3 separate regions of the Mus musculus genome follow, and all the other regions are linked to region 2. The links are chromatin contacts, called in public HiChIP or PLAC-seq maps. All regions are on one chromosome and are shown on one strand. The core of a region is the stretch at or near the end of the contact, and the rest is flanking DNA. Distances in the headings are between cores, read along the strand shown. Region 1 overlaps Gm32838 (a long non-coding RNA gene). Region 2 overlaps Itpr2 (inositol 1,4,5-triphosphate receptor 2). Region 3 overlaps Gm32838 (a long non-coding RNA gene).

Region 1 (3,637 bases), core at 996-3,495, 330 kb after region 2:
CATCACAACGGAATCCTCTCTCCTTGCATCTCTGGACCAAATCTTCAGATTCAGATATGGGGTGGGAAACAAGACTGGTAAGGGAGTCATGATAATAAACGTAGTTTGCACTCTTAGGATGTTCCAGACGCTCTTCCCTGCGGGTGACAGACGGTAGCCCATGTAAGACCCCCAAGGCACTCACAAGGCACCTATACTCTTGTCACAACACCCTCCTTTGATGAGTGATGGGACTTAGGGTAGTTGAGGATTCTGTCCAACTGCAAATAGCTAGAAAATGGCAGCAAAGCCTACACAAGGGCTCAGCAAACGGACCAGGGAGACTTGTGTTTTCAGACACAGAATCATAGTGAAGCTTGCTGGGGGCGGGGTCAAGTGGTGGTGGTGGTGGTGGAGTCACGGGATGGTGGTGGAGCCATTGCAATGTGTCCATGCTGGGAACACATTCCTGCCTCTTAGAGATCCCCAGTAGTAGATGCTGCCATATCTCACCACCCTTTCCAACTTACACTCTAAAGCACTAGGGCTGGGACAAGATGGGGAACGTCTACTTAACTTTCTTTTATTTTAAAAGAAAAAGAAAACAAATGAGGGGAAATGTCCGAAGATTAATGACTAGTGTCCACATAGAAGAACCACCGAGACCTTGGAAGGCACATGGCTGACACCGTGTCCCGGGAACACAGACCAGGAACCCTGAGCTTTCTGAGAGTGACGGTGCCCGATTTCAGCTCCCAGACAAACAGGAAGACACTTTAAATTCCCAAGGATTTCAGCTCCCAGACAAACAGGAAGACACTTTAAATTCCCAAGGTAAAGTAAAATAAAGGAAAGGAAAATCATGGCAGATTTTAGCATAAGTCTACACTGGGTAAGCAGGGTAAGGTTGAAGCTGGATGACCCTGGGCAGACAATCTCCACTTTCTCCTGTTTGATCTCGTGTAAAATAAACGTGTCAGGGTAAGAGTCTTCTTGCTTTACAGCCTCGATATCAGATTGCGAAGTATCTTTCTCCCGTTAAGAAAAGTGGTATAGGAATTTGCTAAAGAGATTATAATAATATTTCCTTTTGGTTTTGTTTTGTGTTTTTCCCCTCAAATCAAATATATATATATATATATATATATATATATATATATAGAGAGAGAGAGAGAGAGAGAGAGAGAGAGAATATTAGTAGCAAGACCCAAACTTTAAAAAAAAAATCTCTTTTGTTTTATGTCCAGGTCCCAGCTATACCCCTCATATATAAATGGGGGTGTAAAAAAGAAAAACATTGTCTCTAAAATATATGTATTAAAATCCAGTAATTTCATTAGACCCTCAACAGAAACCCCTCTCACCAAGCAATTTGTGACCCCTCCAGGAAATCCTGAGTGCCCCGTGGAAGTATCACACTCGTTCCTTCGTGTGGCCTTCTGTTATGGTGTGACCATGAAGACCATCCACAGGCCTGTGGTCAAGCTTGATTGCCAGCTGATGGACTTGGGCATGTGATTGGGTCCTAGGATCTCTGACCCAATCAACGAGCTGAGGCCTTAACAGGTTCACAGTGTGATGTATGTAAGGGATTGGGGAGCAGGAGGCAGGGCCCCTTGGAGAAAGTGAGTCCGTGAACGGTGTGTTCTTGGGGACTAGATCCCACCCTGGCCTTTTCCACACCCTACTTCCTTGCTTCCTGCCACCTTATCCTGCAACCATGACAACCATGATGCTGAGCTTCAGCCCGGGACCAGAACTGACAGAGTTGGCTGTGGCATCCACCATCACTGAAATCAGAAATTAAAATAAACCTTCCTTCTTTGAAGATGTTGATGAGAGGCATGGGTGGCGTGCTGCAACATAAACAGGGGTAGGAGGAGGGAGGAGGGGAACCTGACAGACCCTTCCAAACTCTCTCAATCAGAAACTGCTGCTGTGTTCTGGGAGAAACAGGCATGAAATGCTTGTGTGCGGGTATCTAAGGGTTTTCGTGCCACAGACCCTCCATGGATCCTCCTCTATAGTCTGGTTTTGAAAGAAAAACAGAGGCAGAAAGCTCTCTTGGTGTGGGAGGGGCAGAGCTTTGGAGTGGTAATGGTGTGGTATGCCCTTTGACCTTTTGCTGTTTGCTCACGGTCAGGTCAGAGCCATGAGACTTCCCCTGAAAGCAATGGCTTCTTCCCTCCATTGCTATACAGTGATGTGTTAGTGTCTATTTTTAATTTACAAGCGTTCTGCAAGTCTACAGCGGATCTGTTTTAGCTCCTTGGAGTCTACAGGATGTAAATGCACAACCCTCCACATTTAGATTCTGACAGACAGGACTGGTATAGTTTGCCTCTTGCTACAAACCATAGTGCTCAGGGAAGGCAGTGTAGCTTTAAGCAATGCTTTAGAAAGGGTCTCTGGGACTCCAGGGCCGTCTTGACTGTCTAGATGGGAGACTGCAAAGCCCAGGAGTGATGGTTTGCCCAGAAAGGTCCTTAGTAGGGCTTTTACAAAGAGCTGCCCCACTATGGGGTCTGAGTTACCACTGCTGTACAAGGTCCTGGGACAGCAACAACAGTGAATAAGAAGAGGGCGACTGTGTATTAGTTCATTTCCTGTCGCTGTGACAGAACAACAGACAAGTGTGACTAAACACTGGAGAATGCGCGTTGACTCATGCTTCAGGTAGGGAGAGAGTCGACAGGGAGGGAAGGCAAGGTAACCAGAACATGAGACAGATGGTCACACTAACTCAGGAGTCGGGACTCAAGAGTGGGGCATGCTTATGAAGTCTCCCCATGACCCACTTCCTTCAGAGAGGCTGTACCTCCCACAGTTCCACAATCCACCCCCCCCCCAAAAAAAAAAACAGCATTACCAACTGAGACCAAGTGTTTCAACACCTGAGCCTATGGGCAACATTTCACATCCAAACCATAATACTCCCAGCTGGGTTTGAAGACAAAGGCCCATATAATCCATGCAAATGTTTCACAGATCTCCCAGGTCTCCAGAGCAGAGGCGGCAGGATGTCCTTCCATGCAGCTGTCCCTAGACTCCCTGAAAGGCCTTTGGAGTGCTTATCTAACAAACAGCCTCTGCACATTTGGTGCGGCATGGCTTCCCAAGGGCACTGAGCCTCGGGCCTTCCAGATGCCAGGGCTTGGAAGCATTGGTTCACTTTCTTCACTGATTAGAAAGCATGTCTGAGTTAGGAACACAAGACAAATCATCAGAATTCCACGCAGTGTTTTCAGGGAACAGAGAGAGGAGTTGCCTTGGTTATCCACGTCAGAAGACAGAAACTAGCTGTGGTGGTGAGTGTTACTATGGCCTTCAGGAGTTAACAGGGCTTCTCTGGCTTCCTGCTGTGTCTGTGATTTCAACATGTAGATGGTTACCACAGATCTCTTCACCACGCCATCATCACTGTATTGGCCAGGGAGCACTAAGGGAACAGACTAAGAACACACAATCACACCACACACACACACACACACACACACACACACACACACAAGATTTACAGTGGCTTCCATAACACGGCCCAGCTAATCCAACAATGGCTGTCTCTCACTGGAGAGCTAAGAGTCCTGTAGTTTCTTGGGCCATGAGGCTGGATACCTCAGTAGTTCTAGAATGGTCTAGAGGATTCCTAGAGAGCTGC
Region 2 (3,577 bases), core at 44-2,543:
AATGCTGGTGCTTAGCTCATTCGTTTTTATTCAGGTGGAGACCCCAGCTGTTGGGCCAGAGCCACCTTAGGCAGGGTGGTTCTTCCTTCCTTGGTCAAATGTCTCTGGAAACACCCTCATGGATACATCCAAGAGCACTGCTAGGTGTTTCTAAATCTTGCTAACAATGTGATGGTAACCATTGAATGGGTGCACATTGATTTATCATAGTCTGTGGACTCGGGAGACATTGCCTTGGCTAGTTTCAAAAGGCAATATGACAACAGATTTGTGTTTAAAGATCAAATTAACTTGTGTGTGATTCTAGGGTTAGGCACCTCACACCCCCCACTCCACACACAGTATAAAACAGAATAACTTCCTATGACCTAGTGAAGGTTGGGGTTTCACAGACAGAAAGGGGCTGAGGAGGGCAGAGGCGGGACACTGAGCTGGCCAGCTATTTGAAAGTTCCTTTCTGTATAACGGGAAAGCAGAGAGACATCCACAGCATGGCAGGGTTGGCTCCATCTCTCTTGGAAACTGGCCTGTTTCTGAACCCAGTCAATACATCCTTCTGATTAGGTCAGGTGTCCTGAGACATCAGGCAGTCTACAAGTGTGGCTTCCCATGAAGTTCAGCCATTGCGGGGACCCGTGTGAAACTTTACAGCTCAGATACACAATCATTTTGGCTTTGGCTTTCTTTAAAAATACACAGCAACACTGAGATTTGGCACAGCTCAGACATTTAAGAATATAATGTTTAAGGGAATAGAGAATAATATATATGTAAAACATGGCACAGCCTGGGCAGACATATAGTTATAAAGCCTTTTGATGCATTTGTGAAGTGGTAAACACATTTCTTATAAATGCAAATATCAAGTGTAGTTTGCATGTGTGAAACACCTGTTTCTAAAGTATTTTCAAAGTACCATTAGCTCAGCCTGTCTGTCATCCAAAATCTTCATCATGTATGCACTGGATACATACGTGGTAAGAAGACAGCAGACCTACTCACTCAGCCCTTCCCTCCCTGTGAGCAGTAAGCGCTTGCTGGGTGCTGAGGAAGGTTAAGGCGACAGGGATCTGTAGATGTGCCTGGTTAGACATTGTTCCTCAGTTCACCCATTCCTGTAAGCACATGGCAGAAGGCTTCCAGCCTGTGATATTTGCAGCTCGATGCAGGGAAACAAATGCACACACATCCCCGTGGTTCTGCATTCTTTTGTGTGACCATAACCAACCTCACTCTATTTTTAAACATCTAATGTTTGCAGTCATCTCTAACGTGAAGGAAGAAAGTAAACAGCTAGGAGTGGACCTTCTGAGTCATGACGAATGCTGTCCTGTGATGTTGTTAGCACACCAGCAACGCCAGAGAACGCCTTTCTCCTTAGCATTGTGTTTGGAGTTTGTTGATCTTAAAAATATTGCTAGAGTTTTAATGCACTTTTTCTCTGCCATGTGTGAGGAAAAGAACTTTTCCATATGATTGAGCCACCAGTATTTCCTTTGCTATGAAAGGTCATATCCGGTAATTTGAGTTCAACCGTTACATAGTAAGAAGTGAGCTCTTTGACTATTTGGTAGCTAGTTTTCTTACATTTTCTTTGAAATAATTTATTTTTTTAGCATAAGGAATACATATTCACATATTGCACATTATATTATATACTATATGTTATATAGAATGTGTTATAATGTAGGTAATAATAACAGGGCTTCTTAGTTTGTGTCGGTGTTTGCACACATTCCTGTGTGTGCAGTTGTGTTTAGGGCAACCCTTCTTTTAGAGAGGTTCTCCATGGGTCTGGGATCTTCCAAGTAGGTTAGTGAGTCCTGGGTTCTCCATCTGTGTCCCTAGTGCTGGGTTTCAAGTGCACGCTGTCACGCTTGGCTTGTTCTGGACTGTGGAGCTCGGCTACTCGCCCTATGAAGCATGCGTTTTACTAAGCCGTTAGCCCAAACTGATTTCTTTTTAAAGTTCAATTCCATTTTCAGAATAGCGTCTGTCGTTCTGCGGTGTTGTTCCATCCTCAGAGGATTTTCATAGTTTTGGTTTTTCCGTATCTTTCTGGTGTTACTGTTAAAAGCCTTGAGCTCTGTGGAAGTAAGTGTGGTGGCCCATGTCTGCAACCTCTGCACTCAGCAGACTGGGGCCATAAAGACTGTGAGTTCCTCCTGGTCACAGAGAGTGAGATAAAGAAAGGGGAAGAGATGGGAGGGAGAGGTGGAGGGAACAAGAGAATGGGAGGGTAGGGGAGTCTGACTTCGAGACATCTAGTATACACTTACTTACAGGTTGTGTGGCATGGACTCAGTGTTATCTTTCCAGATGACTAGTCAGGCCTTCCTCTCCTGTTCTTGGGTGACCGTAAGAAGCAGGTGCTTTGTTCAGGTAGAGGATTGCAGGAGCATCCATGTGGTAGAGTTGGAGTGTCACACAGGCAGCATGTATCCGTGCTTTCAATGTTCTTCCTATTTAAAATCTCTACTGGGTTGGGGAAATAGCTCAGTCAGTGGAGCACCCACAAGGGGACCTGAGCTCAATCTGTACAGCCATATGAAGAGCCTTGACATTGTGCCATGTGCCTCTAATTCCAGTCCTGTCAAGGCAGAGATAGGAGGATCCCTGGGGCTTACTGGCCCAATTCCAGGCTAGTGAGAGAGGTGGGGTCAGTAAATACAGGCAAAGTTGTCGTTTGGTCTCCATACAGGCATGTGCACACACATGCACCCTTGCACACACACACACACACACACACACATACACACACACAGAGGCACACACAGGCACACACACACACAAAGGCACACACACACACACATACAAACAGAGGCACACACAGCTACATACACACACACACACACACACACACACAGCTACACACACACAGTGAGTGCTCCACTGTCTGAGCTATTTCCCCAACCCAGTAGAGATTTTAAATAGGAAGAACATTGAAAACACAGAGGTGCACACAGCCACACAAACACACACAGCCACACATACACAAGAGGCACACACAGACACACACACACACACACACACACACACACACACACACAGGCACACATACACACAGAGGCACACACACACAGAGGCACACATAGCTACACACACACACAGCCACACACACATATACAGAGACACACACAGGCAGGCGCACACACACACACTCACACACACTCACTCACATGCACGCACACAGGCATGAATCCTGTGTGCGGATTTATTCTGAGGACTTTGCGCTGGAGAGCAGGTGCAGCTCCCGCCCACGTCTTCCTCCTCCAGCTCCAGCTGTTCTGGTTCTGATGGGCTGACACCCAAGCACATTTTCTAATTAATGCTCCTCTCCCTGCTGCCTCTCCCCATACCTGTCAGTGTGTATATCTAAGCACTTTTCCATGGCACCTCTCACAGAGCTGTATGTGTTTTCAGAAGGTTCGGTCTGGCAGATACCATCAGTGACTCCAGCTAGTTAAAAACGTTCACAGAACACACAATTTTTAATGAATTATAATTAGAAATAGATTCAGATTACATCCTAAAGCCCCTGAAGAGACTTGTCATATCCAGGAAAATTTTAGGATTT
Region 3 (3,735 bases), core at 855-3,354, 310 kb after region 2:
CGTCAGCTCCTCATGCTGTGGTGACCACCAACCATAAAGTTATTCTGTTGCTACCTCATAACAGTAATTTCACTACTGTTATGAACTGGAATCTCTGACATGCAGGATATCTGATCTCTAACCCCCTAAGGGGTCAGGACCCACAGGTTGAGAACTGCTGATCTAGTGCTAAAGGGCTAAAGGACCAGTCTGAGGAGTGTGCCCTGGACTTCTGTGGTCAGCTGAACAGAAATCAGTCGCCACAGCAGAAGCTAAATGAGTTCCCAGTAAGGAATCTAAGAACAGCCCCATCTTCTCTCCTTCCTTCCCAGCCAACGCCAGAATAGGTGGGTTTACAAAGTTCGTGACAGATTAGAATCGGTGAACTTAGCTACTTGCTCTTATATTACATCGTCAGGACTGGTAGATATCTGTGATCTGGGGATTGAAACTCGGCCACACGTGGGATACGGAACTCCAGAATTCATTCAGCACATGGAATCGGTACTCTGTGATGAAGAGAAATTTTTGTAGCTCTAAAAAGCTGTTTCTGATGAGTCGTAAACCTGCTTGTATATTCTAACACAATTGCTAGTGGCGAAAACTAAGCTGACGGTAAAGATGGTGGGTGGGGACAGTTTAAAAGTGCCCCCAATCCTAAATACTTCACAAGTTTCACCTTGGTCTTCAAAACCACCCTGTGTGGGAGGGGCTCTCGGTGTCCCATGTCACAGACAAGGACCCACACAAAATGCTAACTGCACTCCAGGATCAGAGTCAGTATAAGTAGCGGATGAGGAACCCTCTCCAGGCACCTGGGCCTTCCTTGACCTCTGGTTATGCTGATCCCAGGAGGGAGGGCTCAGCTATCAGAAAGTGTGTACACTGAATAAAACATTTCTGACTACTTAGTTTCTTTACTCATTGCTGGAACGGAGCGCTTGACAAAGGCACCTTAAAGGGGGAAGGAATTGCTTTGAATCACGGTTTGAAGATAGCGTCCATGGCTGTAGGAGCTGGAGGCAGCCGCTCTCCGGGCGTCTGCAGTCAGGAATCACAGAGAGATGGAAGCTAGTGCTCGGCTTGCTTTCTCCTTGTTATTCAGTCTGGGCCCCAGCCCATGGGATGGTTCTGTTCGGTTGGGGTAGATCTTTCCTGTCAATGAATCCTGTCTGGAAATTTCCTCATAGCATGCCCAGAAGTTTGTCTCCTATGTGATTTTACAGCTTCCCCCTTTGATAATATTAACTACCACAAGGTTCATCAGGCAAGTCACCCTGAACACACCGACCTGCCGCAACATCAAACACATCTGACCAGCTTCATAAGAGGCCCCACATGCCCTTCCAGATTTTCAGGGGCTTACAGAAGAGAGACTGGGAAGATGCTGGCTTCATGACGACACATGGAAAAGCGTGATGGTGTGGGGAGAGGGCTGTCACAAGAAAGCATTTGCTGATATAAATTTATAAATTTTCAAAATGATATGTACTTTCCTGTGTGTTTTGTAGGGTGCGTGTGCCTCAGTGAACACAAGGAGCAATTTTCAGAGCCAGTTCTCCCTCCCCGCCATGATGGTTACTAACATCAACCGGACAGACTGTGGACTCCCTTAGGAGACAAACTTCAGGGATTGAATTCTGTTTTTATTTTTACCTCACAACACAAACATAAGATATCTCCCCACCCTTTGATAAAGCAAACCTTCTGACCTCTTAGTTGGTATTAACAGGTCCCTTTCCCGACCCACCCTAGGATGCACTTCACCAGTTTAGGGTTGAATGATATTCAGCAAAAATTCTCTCTCATTCCGAAGACTTTTCCTTCATCTCCACTCTCCTGGACCTTGGCGGGGCCTGGTAAAGCCCTGAGGCTCTAAGGATCCCTTAGTAGGTCAGCCACAGTTCAAACCGTGTCCTCATTAAGTGCACAGCTGGGCTTCCCACCAGAAAGCCTCCCTAGTCAGCCCTTGGGAAGCCCCAGGGAACCTGCATTTCAGACCCCAAGGTAGTGCCTCCCCGACTAGCTTTCCATGTTTTACTCCAGGTTTGGATGAAGCAATACAAGGGAGAAATCCATTCTTTCTGCTCCCTCACTCTGACCGTGACTCATTACTTAGCACAGACCAAATGGTTCCCCACCTCCCAGGGAGGAGGCTCGGAGCCCGGAGCCCGTTACATAAGTGGCTTCCACAGCTGCTGCTGGTAATTGAAAGTGAAGCTCTTCTGATGTGGGGCCTGCTGGGAGTGGTGTGACTCTTTCCTCACCCCGTGATACCATCTTTATGGGAGAGGCTCCCAGAGCCAGGGTGTGGTGTGTGTCGGGAGTGTCCTGCACAGTAGGCCTAACTTCTGAATAGCTTGTGCTTTCTCCCTTGTTAAAACATGGCCCTTCCACGTCGTCTCTGATCTTAATCTCCCAAATGAGCTGGAGCTGAGCTTCACGAGGCAGGATTTGCCTGGCTCTGCAAAGCTCAGGAGGAAATGTGGCTTGGGGTTTCTATGCCCAGAGACCCACCCAAGAAGGACCACCCAGGAACACCGTCTCTGGGCAAGGAATTGCAAGAGCTGTGCTTACGTAAAAATCTCAGAAGAGGGATCCCGGACATCAGAGCTGACTTGCAAGGCCCAGGGCAAAGGAGACTAGTTTGATCTGATTCTGGAGGAAAGTGACTAAATGGCTCTTGAAAAAAACCTAGGGATCCTGTCTAGACTCCCCCACCCCCACCCCAATCCTGGCTTCCCTACTGACACTGCCAGGGAATTGCTTTTAAGGAGTTATGGGAAGCCAAACATACCCCGATATATGTCCACTTCCAGGACCTATTTAATGCAGAGATGGTGAGGCTTGCAAGACCCTTACATGGAAATGCATGCCCACAGGGGAAGTCTGCCCAGACTGAAGGTTAGCTAAGGTCAGGTGCCAGTTCTGGTTCCCCAGCAAAACCCTGTTTCACTGGACCTCAGTGTACACTTCAGCTGAACTGCAGGATTGTTGCGCGCACTCAACAGGCCAGGAAGAACGACGCTGCTACAGGATCCTTCTGCACACGTTTATTCAGTCCTGTTTCTTCTTTCTCCATATATCTCCCCTGTTTATATCTCCCCTGTTTATATCTCCCCTGTTTATATCTCCCCCGAACCCTGGGCCTCTCACTCTTTTATACTCTCAGTTCCCATCCACGCACCAGCAGGCCACGCCACCTCACCAGGGTCACGCAGCTTCAGCTAATCAGGGCAGCAGGGGCAAATCTCCATCAGACTGGATTCACCTGTATCCTGGTACACCTGCCCAGCACTCAAGATGTTTGTGTCTTATATGAGGAAGTCAGGTGCAAGTCATATGACTTAGCTGCAGTCCCTGGCGCCTTTGGGACTGCCGCCACACCCGCTCCCCACAATTCCCCCTTTTTTCTTTTTTGGCAGAGAGAATGTCTGTAGATAGCCCCCCGCAGCCATGCCCCTTACCCGTCCTTGGGTGACAAACAGCATTGGTTTGATCCCTGTCTTAGGTTGGTGACATGCCCAGGGAGTCTTATCACTGACTACCTCTCTATCATGCCAAGCCACACCTGGGGAGATTGTGTTTTGCTTGTGGCAGGTGCATCAAAAGGCCAGGATGTTGATTAATCTATGGCCAGATCTTAATTGCTGCAAGCAAGCCTCATGGGTGAAGGTAGAGGTCTGATCCCCAGTGTGCAAGCATAGGGGCCCTACACAAAACCATCCCTTAGGCTCATCACCCAGAGAGGTCTTG

What was found. HiChIP or PLAC-seq counts read pairs in DNA pulled down with a chosen protein or histone mark.
Region 1: a contact with region 2 is called in a FOXA1 HiChIP or PLAC-seq map of pancreatic cancer cells. The contact joins two enhancer-like sites. A contact is called at or near these places in 1 of 484 Hi-C or Micro-C datasets (bone marrow-derived macrophages), 1 of 115 datasets of contacts at active chromatin or transcription factors (pancreatic cancer cells) and 1 of 9 other capture datasets (embryonic stem cells).
Region 3: a contact with region 2 is called in a FOXA1 HiChIP or PLAC-seq map of pancreatic cancer cells. The contact joins two enhancer-like sites. A contact is called at or near these places in 1 of 484 Hi-C or Micro-C datasets (bone marrow-derived macrophages) and 1 of 115 datasets of contacts at active chromatin or transcription factors (pancreatic cancer cells).

Annotation. Positions count from the first base shown.
Region 1 is chr6:145,972,024-145,975,660 of GRCm38.p6, reverse strand. The region is part of intron 1 of Gm32838 (a long non-coding RNA gene); the gene reads right to left. It overlaps Gm38928 (a long non-coding RNA gene), which reads left to right. Exons shown (of 3, transcript XR_869599.2): 2 at 1-813; 3 at 1,367-1,730. Among named protein-coding and RNA genes, the nearest start is that of Gm38928, 3.6 kb to the left of the region's middle. Within about 2 kb of position 2,245, at least 44 of the 459 cell types and tissues checked have an H3K27ac peak or open chromatin away from gene starts, as enhancers often do. A contact at or near this core is called in pancreatic cancer cells, where this site is marked.
Region 2 is chr6:146,302,572-146,306,148 of GRCm38.p6, reverse strand. All of the region lies in intron 34 of Itpr2 (inositol 1,4,5-triphosphate receptor 2), which reads left to right. Among named protein-coding and RNA genes, the nearest start is that of Gm35596, 85 kb to the right of the region's middle. Within about 2 kb of position 1,293, at least 8 of the 459 cell types and tissues checked have an H3K27ac peak or open chromatin away from gene starts, as enhancers often do. A contact at or near this core is called in pancreatic cancer cells, where this site is marked.
Region 3 is chr6:145,997,265-146,000,999 of GRCm38.p6, reverse strand. The region is part of intron 2 of Gm32838 (a long non-coding RNA gene); the gene reads right to left. It overlaps Gm32914 (a long non-coding RNA gene), which reads left to right. Exons shown (of 4, transcript XR_869600.1): 4 at 1-1,464. Among named protein-coding and RNA genes, the nearest start is that of Gm32914, 15 kb to the left of the region's middle. Within about 2 kb of position 2,104, at least 162 of the 459 cell types and tissues checked have an H3K27ac peak or open chromatin away from gene starts, as enhancers often do. A contact at or near this core is called in pancreatic cancer cells, where this site is marked.